3 separate regions of the Zea mays genome follow, and regions 1 and 2 are each linked to region 3. Evidence: chromatin contacts called from public Hi-C data. All regions are on one chromosome and are shown on one strand. The core of a region is the stretch at or near the end of the contact, and the rest is flanking DNA. Distances in the headings are between cores, read along the strand shown.

Region 1 (4,395 bases), core at 1,041-3,540, 160 kb after region 3:
GAATCCGGAGCACCAGAGCTAGGAGAGACCGGAGCTAGGAGAGACCGGAGCACCAGAAGAAGATAGGTGAGGGAGACCAGAGCTAGGAGAGAGTAGAGGCCGAGAAGAAGATAGGTGAGGGAGACCGGAGCTAGGAGAGAAGAGAGTACAAGTGCCAGTGCCAGTGCCGGACAGTGCCGGAGGGGGAGAAGAAGATAGGTGAGGGAGACCAGAGCTAGGAGAGAGGAGAGGCCGAGAGGGAGACCGGAGCTAGGAGAGAAGAGAGTACAAGTGCCAGTGCCAGTGCCGGACAGTGCCGGAGGGGGAGAAGAAGATAGGTGAGGGAGACAAGAGCTAGGAGAGAGGAGAGGCCGAGAGGGAGACCGGAGCTAGGAGAGAGGAGAGTACCAGTGCCAGTGCCAGTGCCGCCGTACCGGACCCCGGAGTCCCGGTTCCTCAACGGAGCAAGCCGGAGCACCGGGATCTCCGCAGAAGCGCAGATCACACCGGAGGCCGGAGGGGGAGAAGAAGACAGGAGAGAGGAGAGAGATGAGGGAGAACGGAGCACCGGGATCTCCGCAGAAGCGCAGATCGCACCGGTTCACAAACCCTAATAAGCCGGAGCACCGAGATCTCCGCAGATCACACCGGAGGGGGAGAAGAAGACAAGAGATCCGAGCGGGGGTTATGGATCTGAGTTACCCGGTTCACAAATGCGCAGATCCGAGCGGGGGAGAGCCGGAGAGGATCTCCATTCTCCGACGAGCGACGATCGATCCGAGTCCGAGCGGAGGCGCCGAGGCGGAGAGCCGGAGACCGCAGACCGGAGGCGGAGATGGAGACCGGAGCGCTTAGCGGAGGCGGAGGCCGGAGGGAACGAGGGAGAGGGGAGCTCGCCGGACGCCGCCGAATCGCCCGCGGGCCGCGGCTGAGCGAGAGCGAGTTAGGGTTTGAGCGAGAGCGAGAGCGGGTGAGCGAGTGAGCGACTGAGCGGCCGCGGCTGGGGAGTGGGGACTGGGAAGTGGGGGCCGGGGGCGGGTTACACTGCTGGCCGGCTGCTGGGTGGGCCGTGCCGGCGCCGTGCCAGCCCAATTTACCGTGCCGTGCCTGGGCCGACCCTACGGGCCCAAGTGGTGGCCCAGGCACGGCACTAAGAACGGGCCGTGCCCGGCACTGGCACTAAAAGGTCCGTGCCGTGCCGTGCCAGTGCCGTGCTTTTTAGTGCCGTGCCAGTGCCGGCCCGTCGTGTTAGTGCCATTTGGCCAACTATATGCCGACCAATTCAAGCCGTGTTCCTCGCTTCGCTTCGCATGGCGTCCTCTTCGCGCTGCTGTGCTGTACCAAGCCAGTAACCGTATCGTACCGTACGGCGCCTTTACATCGAATCCTTTGCGCCCAAGTCAAGCGTCCCTTTCCGTGCGATTGGGCATTTTGATTCACCGTGGGGGTGCGTCCAGGTTGATAGCGCCGGTCGCTTCAGATCCAGAAACGCGCGCATGGTGTGGCGGCGCGCTGGACTTGGAGAACGGCTCAACTCGAAGCCAATTTGGCTACATTTTTATAATACTAGTTTATTTATCGTGGGCCGCTGCTACCAACGTGCCGGTAACTCTTCATGTCTATCTATCTTGCTTGTTTCTTGGACTATTTTTCAGCTATATATGTTTCCTCCGGTTTTTTTTTTCTAAACCACGGAGGCTTGGATTTTGTGGGCTTGTCTCATTGTCTGCGTAGAACCAACAATGCTGAAGTGTTACTGAACCATCCATGTGTTCCCCTGCTGCTTCGAAGCTGTATATTATTACTACCGCTCCATCATGTGTCGCTGTCGGCCGCAAAGATTTCCATGATGGATTCCATCATCCATGCAGGTAGCCGGTAGCGTCGTCGCAGCCGGCGAGTATGAGCAGCAGGAAACGCCGCGCTTGATTCCGTCCGTCCGAGCTAGCACACTAGCAGTACCTTCAGTCACGGGAAATTCACACGGCAGTGCATGTGTCCACTGCCCTCCATCTCGCCATGGCTGTGACCTGTGAGCCCCACGTTGCGCTAGCTAGAGAGCCTTCTTCTTCTTCCCCCAGGGGACCGTTGCGGACCAGTCCACGGCATGACGGCAACGGCATCCCCGTGACGAGAGCGACTCGTTACAGTAGCAACAAACCGGCCGGAGGGTTTCCTAACCCATAGGCCATAGCCGAATGCGCGCGCGCGCGTGACCGCGGCACTTGGCTGTCGCCATCGGGCATGCACCGGCCGCCGGTGGCCAGAGCGTGCGCCGTCGTCGCTGTAGCGCTCGCTTCCCCGAGTGGGGGGTCCGGGTCCGGGTTCTTGGCCCCGCTCGCGACGTGGTGTGGTGGGGGACTGGGTTTTGCTCCTTCTCTAGTCCGTCCGAGATGGTTAACGCTAGCTTCTATCTTGGCTGATTATCCCGGTGGTTGGATCCGTGTCTCTGTCTTTTCCGGTAGTCCCCGCGTGGCGTGGCCTTGCCGTGGCACTGGCAGTGGCGGACGGGCGCGCGTACCTTGATGAGAGCCACACCGATGTGGGTGGTGCGTGCTACTACTGCTGCCTCTCTGGCGCGCGGCTATTCCATTCTCCTTCGTCGTCATCGTCATGGAATCCATCATGAAGGCTGAGCGGAGCAAGGCTGCTGCTGCCGCACAGAGGCGGCCGCTGGCGCCGTCCGAGAAGAACAATGCAGCAGCCCCCGCCGGTCGGAGAACAGAGAGCCCTTCGAGGTTCAAGCCCGTGTCGGTGTCGCCGGCGGCTCCTGCAGCGAGGCGGTGCGGTTCTCCGAGCCCCGGCCCCGCCTCTGCGGACGGCGGCTCGGCGACGTGCAACGGAGCGCGGTCGGCTGCCGCGCCTTCTCCTGCGCCGTCCTCTCGGCTGAAGCCCTCGGCCGCGGCGAGGTCCGCGTCTGCCGTGTCTCCACGTGACGCGGCCGCCGATGGACACGGCACTCCACCCCGTGCAAGGAAGGGCAAAGACTCCGACCGCCCGTGGGCGTCGGCGCGGAGCTCGTGCTCGTCTCCCCTGCTTCGACCAGAGGCAGAGCACGGGCAGTCCCCTGCCACTGCCAGTAAGGTAGACAGGCTAGTCCGTGGCCTACCTTCAGAGCCGGTGGTCAGACTGAGGCCAGGAGCTGTGGCTGAGAGGAAGACGAGCACGAGCCCTCGACCTCGTGGAAGGAGCACGAGCAAGAACAACACCGGCGACCAAAGCCAACACGAGAATGCTCGCCCTCCGGAGTCCCCTGCCAACAGTGTCGCCCTCGCCGATAAACACTGGTGGCCGGGGATGATGGCTGGCCTCTCTTCGACAACCGCCGCTTCTGCGGAAAAGGCTAGCAGGTCTGACGCCTCTTCGTCATCAGATGCTTCAGCAGGACGTTCTCCTCCAAGGAGGACGCGTCCATGTGAAGGCGCAGCAACCGGCAAGAGCGTGAAGCGGGGACCATCGAACGAGACGGCGCAGATCGTTCACCGGAGAAGGAAAGACAAGGCGGCGGACTCCAGCAGCGACGCCTCCTCGCAGATGTCGGAGAGCTCTAAACCCACCTGCCGCCCGATCAAGCAGGCCGTTTCTCTGCCCGTTCCAGCTCTGCGCCGGTCCTCGTCTACTACCTCCCGGTCCTGCCAGACCCCGTCGCGGATGAGGCCGTCAGCAGCAGCTTGCCAATCGAAATGCGCGTCTTCGGCTGCTCGAACGGTTGTCGAACAGCCTGCTTTTAGCTACATCATCGCTGATGCGCGGAAAGGGAAGAAGAACGCATGCCAGATTGAGAACGTACACCAGCTCCGTCTGCTGAGCAGTAGGTATCTGCAGTGGCGCTTCGTGAATGCACATTCAGAAGAGACACTGTCCCATAGAAATAGTGTTGAGGTAACTTTGGCAACGTCGCATCTTACGTTACCTATGTTCATGATATATATATTTTTGCATCATATAATCAGTCAGTATGCACACTATTTACCGGCAATGGTGTTTTAGTGTCTTAAGTGATTTTTTAGTTTTTTTTGTAGGTAAATTTTCTGTACCAACGTTAAACTGACACGAAACCCTTTTTCTCCTATCATGCAAGCAGAGTGTTCTTTACAATGTTTGGGAAAGTATCTCGACACTGCGGGATGCTATGGCAATAACAAGAGACAGTGTGCGACACCTGCAGCAACAAGTGAAGCTGTATCACATTCTAACAGAGCAGGTGCAGTGCAATATTCAGAAACCAGTCACTTTGTTTTTGCATCTCGACCTGTTTAGGATCGGAGGACCCATGCATAGACATTTTTTTTTTGAAAAAAAACCATATTAATAAATAGATGTTTTTTAGATAATGGAAAGAACCAACCATATTGAATAGATATATATGTGTGGAAACCTTATGGGCAGCCTTGTTTTCTCCCATAATTCGGTTTA
Region 2 (4,646 bases), core at 1,491-3,990, 190 kb before region 3:
GAGCAAAGTAGAGAAGCAAACTCTCGTGGATGACGCTGGTATTTTTACCGAGGTATCCGGAACCGCGCAAGGTCCCGACTAATCCTCGTTGGTGCCCCTACGCAAAGGGAAGCCCACACGAGGGCCAAACACCTCGGTCGAGTAACTCCGTAGAGAGCCACGGGCCTTCTCCATGCGCAAGTGGTGCTTCGCTTCCGGCTCCTCTCGGACGCTCCCCGCCGTCTCCACTATCGAGCTTCCGGCCGAAACGCCGCGGGCCTCGTTCCCTCCGGTACACGGTGGCGGCCGTGACACAAACACGGTTGTCACGGTCTTGCAAGACTCTCGCCCCACTCGGTACAATTACAACGGCTCACGCAAAAGCCGAGGGGTTGTGAGGTTTATCTAAACTCACTCAACAATCTAGGGTTCACCTAGAGCAAGCGCTAAAGCGGTCTAACTAACCTAAGCACTTCGCAAAGCACCTACGCTAATCACCGAGTGATTCTATTAAGCACTTGGGTGTAAGAGCACTTGGGAATGTCTACTATATGCCTTGGTATGTCTCTTGGGCTCCCACACTTGGAAATGGCCGGTTGGGGGTGTATTTATAGCCCCCAACACAAATAGAGCCGTTGGAGAAAAGCTGCTGCTTTCTGCGGCACACCGGACAGTCCGGTGGTGCACCGAAAAAACACACTGTAGCATGTCCGGTGCGCCTAGCCGTTGCCCTGTCAGAGCAGGTGACCGTTGGCGCCGCAGGCTTTCCACACCGGACAGTCCGGTCCTCACACCGGATAGTCCGGTGGTCTTCTCTCCAGGTGCCACCTGGAACTAGCCGTTGGGCTGCGGTTCCCTGGTGCACCGGACAGTCCGGTGTGCCACCGGACAGTCCGGTGCTCCACGCACAGACAGTCCACAGGCAACACACTTGGACTTTTTTTTGGATCTTTTTAATGTCTTCTTTTGAGGTGTTGTTTTCCTCAATTCCTTAGTCCAAGTTAATCTTGTATCCTGTGAACTACAAACACAAACACTAGAAAACTCATTAGTTCACGGATTGTGTTGATCATCAAACACCAAAACTCAATTAGCCAAATGGCCCGGGGTCCATTTTCCTTACACTAGGCTACACGACCGCGTTCCCAGGCTGCCTGCGCCGAGGCCCTAGAGTTACATCCACTGGATCTAGATCCACGGGAGCGAGTGGCGCGACGGTGGCAACGATGTTAGGGGAGGGCGGTGGAGGCAGGGGGAGGAGGGGAGTCTAAGAGAGGTCGCGGCTGCGGTGGAAGGTGGTCTCGCATGGGGATTGGGGAGAGAACACACTGAGGTGGTGGTGGGGCGGTTGCGCACGGGGAGGCCGACACACGGAGCGAACACGGGGGATAGCTCGCGCAGGGGATGTGGGGAGGTGGCGGTGGCAGACGGACGAGCGAGAGCTAGGTCGCTCGCGCGGGCGGGGGGACGCGGAATGGACGGACGATACACAAAAACGGAGGCATGACAACAAACGGACGGTCTGGATTGAGAAAAGGCAGAACGAGGGAGAGGCAGGCTACCCTTGTAGCTAGTAGAGATTTAGAAAAAAGAATCTTTCAATTCAACCAATGGCAACCAACGTTCAGCCGGATTTGCAATTTTATAAACAATTGTTTGCCAAAAAAAAATATAAATATAATAAATACAAAGAATAAAAATAAATAAATAAAACGGACGGGCAAGGCCAATTCCAGGAGCCAAGAATTGCGTGCTGCGTTTATCTCTGTGGCCCTTCGTGCCTGCGTTGTGTAATTGTTCTCCTGCTACCCCGCGTCCGCTGTGTGCTCTCTCGCTCTCTCGGTGGAAGTTGGCGACGACTGGGCGACCGCCGCCGCCGTACGCCAGGTGCTCAGGTCTCCGTCAGACCCTTCGCCAGGTCTTCTTCGGCGGCGAGCACCGCCAGGTACTCCACCCATTTTCTCCTTCCTGCCGTGTGAAACCCAGCACCCAAACCCTAACTTAAACTGATCTTATTTAATAACAAATGTATGAACATGTATTATGCATACTAACTTTTTTTATTATAGGGTGTGCACCCAATCTTCTTCACTGGGTCCTCCGCTGCTTCTAGTCACGCATCTAAATCCGGAGTTGCCAGCATTCGCTTGAGGTGCCGGACCACAGCACACCATCATGCAGGTGGGTAGTACTGGATTATCTCTCTTGATTGGTTGGCGCGTGATCTGTATTCTATATGCTGCGGTACTAGAAATTTTCATTTGGTTAAAAATGGAGAACTGTTCTTCCATGCTTTTCCTGTCCTATTTTGATATTACGGAACTTATAGATGGAGGCCTGAAATACAATTAACTCAATTCCTTTTTGTCTGAAATTTAGTGCAGAGTGGATTGGATGTGTGGTTCAGTGTTTGGTGGTGGAATTGCTATTGTTATTCTTTTTATCATAAGTTCAAACCAAAGCATTACCCACTAGAGCTTGTTCTACACGCTGCTTGTTATTTTATTGAGCTAATAGTAATGCTTTGGGGTGTTAATTTTGTATAATATATATACTCTTATTGGAGTGCTTATATTTTCCCCCCAATTAGTATTGTGGAGGATTATAGTTGTATGAGTCATTTTACATAGCCCTGGTGTAATAACCTGATATACCTTTTGTAAGAGCATGAATTTGTGTTTGTTGTTTATTTGCTAAAGCTCATTGGCGCACACACTTCGAATTTTAGATAGTGCAGTTCATTTATCTGCCTGGCATATTTTAAGAAGTGTGGTGGGTGTTACCTGTTCTTGTGGGCTTCTGATAATCTGATGTTTTCTACGTTTTCTCTTTAAAGGTTCAACTGGATCTTAGTCTTCAGTGTTCGTTCAGTAGCTAGGTTTTCTGACATTTTCAATGCAATACTGCTAACACAATTTACTATTTGAAAGGCTAGCGATAGGTTCAACATAAACTCTCAGCTTGAGCATCTTCAAGCCAAATATGTTGGTACAGGGCATGCTGATTTGTCTAGATTGTAAGTATCCTGTTCTTTTTGTAACAAAAGATGCTACTAAATTATAAGACATCAATGCTTAATTTTGTTTCCTTATTTACAGTGAATGGGCTGTAAACATCCAGAGAGACAGTTATGCCTCTTATATTGGGCACTATCCAATGCTAGCATATTTTGCCATTGCTGAGAACGAATCGATCGGAAGAGAACGTTACAATTTCATGCAGGTATTGCCTCCACTCTTCTTCTAAGTTATAGCTCAAATGTTTAGAGAAATTCTAGCGCATAAATATCATGGTTAAAAAAAACCTAATTAGACTTATGTTTACTCACGATTGAACCTGAAATGGACCCCTAGTGTCTTGTTTAGGGCCTGGGCATCAAATAAAGCCTTGCACACCTCTAGGTGGTATGCGTAGGCGTGGGCAGTGTTTAAGTGGCGGAGTAACACAAAAACACAGTGGCCTGGCTGGCTTGGTGGGCTATGTGTGACCACGCCGGCTAGCTGTCAGGAAAAAAAGCACGCAGAAGAGCTAGTGAAAATGGAAACACGACGAGGATCAAAATTGCAAGTCCCTTCACCACTTCTTTGCAAGTCTGGAATAATTGGAATTGAAATTGCCTTACCTGTGTTACAATTTCTTCTGAGATCGAAGTTGGGCATTTAAACTAGCCATATGTGTTCCAGAAAAAAATAAAGATTAAAATAAATAAAAAAATCGCCAACTCTTGATCATGTTTAATCTATGTTTAGTCCATCTAAGTGCTAGGAAGTGGCCTACTGCTTGTCTAGCGCCTAACATCTTTTAGAACCTTGGTAAATATTGAGTGAAATTATGGCTTAGTACAAGATGAGGGTTTATGTATGTATAGCATCATTGCTGGTTTTTTCATTTAGCTATGTGTGAGTATCTAAGTGCAATCACTGTTAGCCATGTGTGAGTTATCTTCTGGCTTAACAGCTCTTCTGGTTAAGGATTCTATAAATCTTTACCCAAAAAAAAGATGAGTCTGAGAAACAATACAAGTCTGAGAGAACTGAGAAACAATATGATGCTACCCAAAATATTAGGACCTTCTTTTTCTGTGCAAGAAAGTATGGTGATTGGTTAGAAAGCGGAATTGATAAAATTGTCTACTGCTCTACTATTTTCTTTCCATCCTCAGTTCTATACACAAGGTAGCACTGCCTAATAGACTGTTGTTTTGTAAAGTTCTCTTTGAACATATTTTGTTTGGTGAGGACAAGCTTTGAATAATAGTTACTCTGTAACATGCCATTTATCTGATGTAAAATCATAATCATAGATAAGGACCCCATCCGTTTCAAATTATAAGACGTTTTGACTTTTCTAGATACATAACTTTTGTTATGCACTTAAAAAAACTCGGTCGGTGGGGGAAAGGCTGCCCCCATGGTATTTCACAGAAGAGCTCAATCGGAGCTCGGCTGCGAAAAGCCACGAATGCTAGCCCCCTCATACATGGGGATGCCGCACCACCCTGTGGCCTTACCCGTGCTTTGAGACCCAACCGACACGACTAGCCTTTTACACGAGGGCCCGCCTACCATAGGTCGATTCACCCATGTCGGTCAAGGGAACCAACGAGTGACTTGTTTTTAACCTCAGCCTGAAATTTGCTCCCACAGAGAGTTGAACTTAGGACCTGA
Region 3 (4,122 bases), core at 1,373-3,872:
ATATTTGGCAAAGACAAGCTAACGGACAATAGCAGGTGGTAGATAATAATGCCTAAAATTGGCTATAAAGGTATTTGCAGACAGCAGATGCCATAACAAAAACATATCATTTGATTCGATAGTATACAAGCAGCAGCAAATGGATCAGAAGAGTTGAACCTTGTCTGAAAAATGCACATTTGAGATGATGACCGTTACTTGTTCAGACTGTATATATGTTAGTTTGGAAGCCATCAACGTGCATTCGGTAAAAAAAAGTACCAGCCATCCAATATTGAGGTCTTGATTCAGAAAATATTCTGAGCCCTCCTAATGCTTTAACATGTACTTTGTTGACTGTTATATTAATGTTTTAACAGCTTTACAAATAATAAAGCTACTCCAGAGATCTGAAACATGTGTTCCAACACTTAAGTTGCCATAGCACTTGGTGTTGATGTCCGAGTGTAAGGAATAGTATCATAGCTAGATTTAGTTTTGTAACTGACATAAATTTATAAGCAAACTTTAGTAGCTTCTGATACCCAGAAAGCAATATTTTTATGCCCAAAGTAGATTATGGATGGTGATAATATGTTTATGACTGAGTAAATTTATCTGTTAAAGGAGGAACGAGGTTACCTTCATAAAGTCTGGGAGTGTAAAATGTGAATCTTTTGTGTATCCAGCTTCTTCTAACACATGAATCAAGACTTTCTGTAATGCACAATATGTGTCTTCACGTGAGAATAGCCAGAAAAGACTAATGCTAATGTGCACGCACGGGGGACAATACCATAATGACCAAAATGTCTCTTACATTACTATCGCACAAATATGTACAATAATGAATGCCTCTTAAAGCTAATATATACCCAAATTAAGAAATCTTAACTCCAGGAAACTGTATCCTGATGCATTGTGCTAGTAGTGCCTTTTTCTGGGGGAGAAAGAAAGATAAACTCCTTGCAAAAGGCATTATGTTTTACCGAGATAACTTGCCAGCTGAAACTATCTAACAGTTCATGACCACGCAAGAAGTGCAGGTATGAATTACACAACTAAGGCCTGTTTGGAAGCCCTCAGTTTTTAAGAATCTGGTTTATGAAAACTGAGGTGGTTCCAAACATACCAGTTTATGCTCTAGTTTATAGAAACTGGATTTCCAGTTTTTTAAAAAACAAAAAACTAATCTTCCCTAGCTAAAACTAGTTTATGGAAATAGAGGTGGTTCCAAACACCATTAACCAATTTTTTATAAACCAGTTTATGGAAACTAAATTCTTAAAAACTAGGTCGTTTCCAAACAGACCATGTTTGGAAGCGACCTAGTTTTTAAGAATCCAGTTTCTATCTCCCGTTTCTAGAAATTGGTTTATAAAAAAAACTGGTTGGTGGTCTTTGGAAGCACCTCAGCTTTCATAAACTGGTTTTAGCTAGGAGAGGCTAGCTTCTTGGTTTTAAGAAACTAGAAATCCGGTTTTTATAAACTGGGGCATAAACTGGTATATTTGGAACCACCTCAGTTTTCATAAACCAATTTTTAAAAAACTAGGTGCTTCCAAACAGGCCCTAATTAATCACAGACTAAAAGCAATATGTGAAAACATGTGGTATATCCAGTATTTGGAAACTCAAGACGGAAAAGTCAAGATTATTAATTCGTTTTGTTATGTCGTGTGATAACACAAAGAACCAGAAATCCAGAATACAAACCTGTCTCTGTTGCTCTGTCATAAATGAACCTGTCAGATCTCGCAAGATGCTCAAGATGTCATCAAAAGCAACCTTCCCGTTGCAGTCAGTATCATAAACCCTGAAAATAACTGGAGAAAATATAAAAAATCAGACAAAAAAGATTTGAAAGAATTTCCACACTACATATTGACAAATAATATAGAAGTTTAATAAAAATCTAATACCTACATTCAATCTTTTGCTGCAGGCTTGTGCGGGGGCTAAAAGCTGACAAAAATGCTACAAACTCCTTGAAGTTGAGCCCATCCAGCATCCTCAGGAGCCTCTGATATTAGAACAAAGCAACCTTCAATTGCAAATTATCAGGGAACAACACCTCCTTAAGCACACAATTCACATGCTCCAGCCAAAACCCTCAACGTAGCATGGTCTCTACGACTCTAGCCATTAGCATACTCCAAGGATGTTGTCGACAACAGAGGAGAGTGGTTAGTGGCGTGAGGCGAGTTTAGCGGTGGGTGGGGGCCGTACCTGGGAGAGGGGATTTACGGCGAACTCAGGGACCGACATGAACTCGTCAGCGGAGACGAAGCCACCACCGTTACGGTCGAGCTGGCAGAAGCGGTGGTACAGCGATACGATCTCCTGCTGCGAGACTAGCGCCGATAGCCGCGACGGCGAAGCACCAGATTAGATCAGACTAGACCAGATCAGGGGAGCGAATTAGGTGTCAGAGTTAGCGACTGACATGCGTGGTTACAATGGTCCTGGACCTCCTCGATATCGTATTGGGTGAGCATAGAGGAAGTGCTCCCCATCTCGGCCGGACCGCAGGCGGCGGCGGATATCGCCGGAGCAGGAAGAAGCGATGATTCTGGTCGGGACGGAGAGGACGAGGCGTGATGGAATTCCCAATCTGGACGTGACATAAGAAATTGAACCATTGGAGTTTTTGAACATGGGCCGATACCGTGACCCAAATCGATGTGCCATGGGCCGTATTATTCGAGAAAAGGTTTGAACGGGCTGCGTAATAAGGCCATATACATCATGGAGCGCTTAAACTGTCCGCAATTGTTCCCCTAAATTTATCTAATATTTCATTTTTCTCGTCAAGATTCCTTCCCTATATTCCTACCTCTTGTAATGGTTATAAAATTATTTTTTATCTCAACTACCATAGTTGTCGTCCTTCTTATTTTTCCTTTTAATTCAACAGAAACAAATATTTTGCTCCTTTTCGTGGCTACAAGTTGGTATGTAATTGTAATTTTTTTTAATGTTGTCAATAGGTTTCTATACAAAATAAATTAGTACTTTTGAGTATTGATAAAAAGAAGTTTTTGACATGAAGTAGGCCATGCACACGGAATACTTTGGTTTAGGGTTAGCCATGACAAATTTGATGGGTTTACAGTTTAGAATTGTGTACAAAAGAGTAGTTTTAATAATGAACTGAGACCTCTGCAAATAAGGTCGCCCCCTGTCAGCTACCATGATTAGTGCCAAAAACTCCTTCCCATAGATAGACAACTGCTTATTCTTCACTCCCAAATCTTTACTCAAAAAAGCTAATGGTCTATCCTCTTGCATCAAAATAGCTCATATCCCTTCATCGCATGCATCAGTTTCTACCACAAGACCCACATCAAACCGAGGCAAAGCAAGTACAAGGGTCTGAGTCATGGCTTGCTTCAAACTTACAAAGGCTTGTTGGGCTTCTTCAATCTAGTGTCATACTTTCTTGCCTTCGAGTAATCTGGTTAGAGGCTTTGCCAAAGTACCAAAATGCCTAACAAACTTCCTATAATATCCCATCAGGCACACCCCTCCCCAACTCTGTAACAAAGGTAGGGACTAGACATCTCCCCATTGCTTCTGTTTTAGAAGGGTCAGTAGCCAACCTTCCTTGGAAATAATGTGGCCCAAATATTGCAACTCTACCTTAGCAAAGGCACACTTCTTGAGATAAAACTGATGTTGCCTCAAAATGGTGAACACTCGCCTCAAATGGTGTAAATGGTCTTGAAATCTGGGACTATTCACCAAGATATCATCTATAAACACCATTATAAACTTTCTAAGGCATGGTTCCAAAATCGAGTTCATGGCACATTGAAAAGTTGCTGGGGCATTAGTAAGCCCAAAAGGCATTACTCGAAACTGGTAGTGCCCATGATGGGTTTTAAAAGCTGTTTTTAGTTCATCCTTCTCACCCAGCCTGATCTGATGGTACCCAGCTGTCATATCAGGGATAGAGAAATATTATGTTCATGCTAGCTCATCCAAGATTTAACCCACCAAAGTCATAGGAAATCAGTTCTTTATAGTCATGTCATTCAATTTTCGATAATCCACATAAAATTTCCAAGTCCCATCCTTATTTTGAACCAAAAGAACATGTAAGCCAAAAGGACTAACACTTGGAAGAATAAGTCTAGCTTG

Evidence for each region. A called contact is a pair of places that touch in the nucleus more often than the background predicts.
Region 1: a Hi-C map of ear shows a contact between it and region 3, with 5 times the contacts expected there. The contact joins the promoter of LOC103653308 here to the promoter of LOC100193443 in region 3. A contact is called at or near these places in 3 of 25 Hi-C or Micro-C datasets (ear, leaf and tassel).
Region 2: a Hi-C map of tassel shows a contact between it and region 3, with 2.2 times the contacts expected there. The contact joins the promoter of LOC103653310 here to the promoter of LOC100193443 in region 3. A contact is called at or near these places in 4 of 25 Hi-C or Micro-C datasets (bundle sheath, ear, endosperm and 1 more).

Annotation. Positions count from the first base shown.
Region 1 is chr4:62,682,624-62,687,018 of Zm-B73-REFERENCE-NAM-5.0, reverse strand. LOC103653308 (QWRF motif-containing protein 4) reads left to right here and starts at 2,290. Exons shown (of 6, transcript XM_008680245.3): 1 at 2,290-3,861; 2 at 4,064-4,183. The coding sequence starts at 2,593.
Region 2 is chr4:63,034,843-63,039,488 of Zm-B73-REFERENCE-NAM-5.0, reverse strand. LOC103653310 reads right to left here and starts at 2,740. Exons shown (of 2, transcript XM_008680248.3): 1 at 2,031-2,740; 2 at 1,871-1,927. The coding sequence starts at 2,270. The coding sequence ends at 1,871. It overlaps LOC103653311, which reads left to right and starts at 1,789. Exons shown (of 5, transcript NM_001353377.1): 1 at 1,789-1,924; 2 at 2,049-2,160; 3 at 2,910-2,995; 4 at 3,078-3,201. The coding sequence starts at 2,155.
Region 3 is chr4:62,840,396-62,844,517 of Zm-B73-REFERENCE-NAM-5.0, reverse strand. LOC100193443 (calcineurin subunit B) reads right to left here and starts at 2,622. Exons shown (of 6, transcript NM_001138562.3): 1 at 2,426-2,622; 2 at 2,209-2,333; 3 at 1,906-2,002; 4 at 1,696-1,805; 5 at 622-696. The coding sequence starts at 2,495.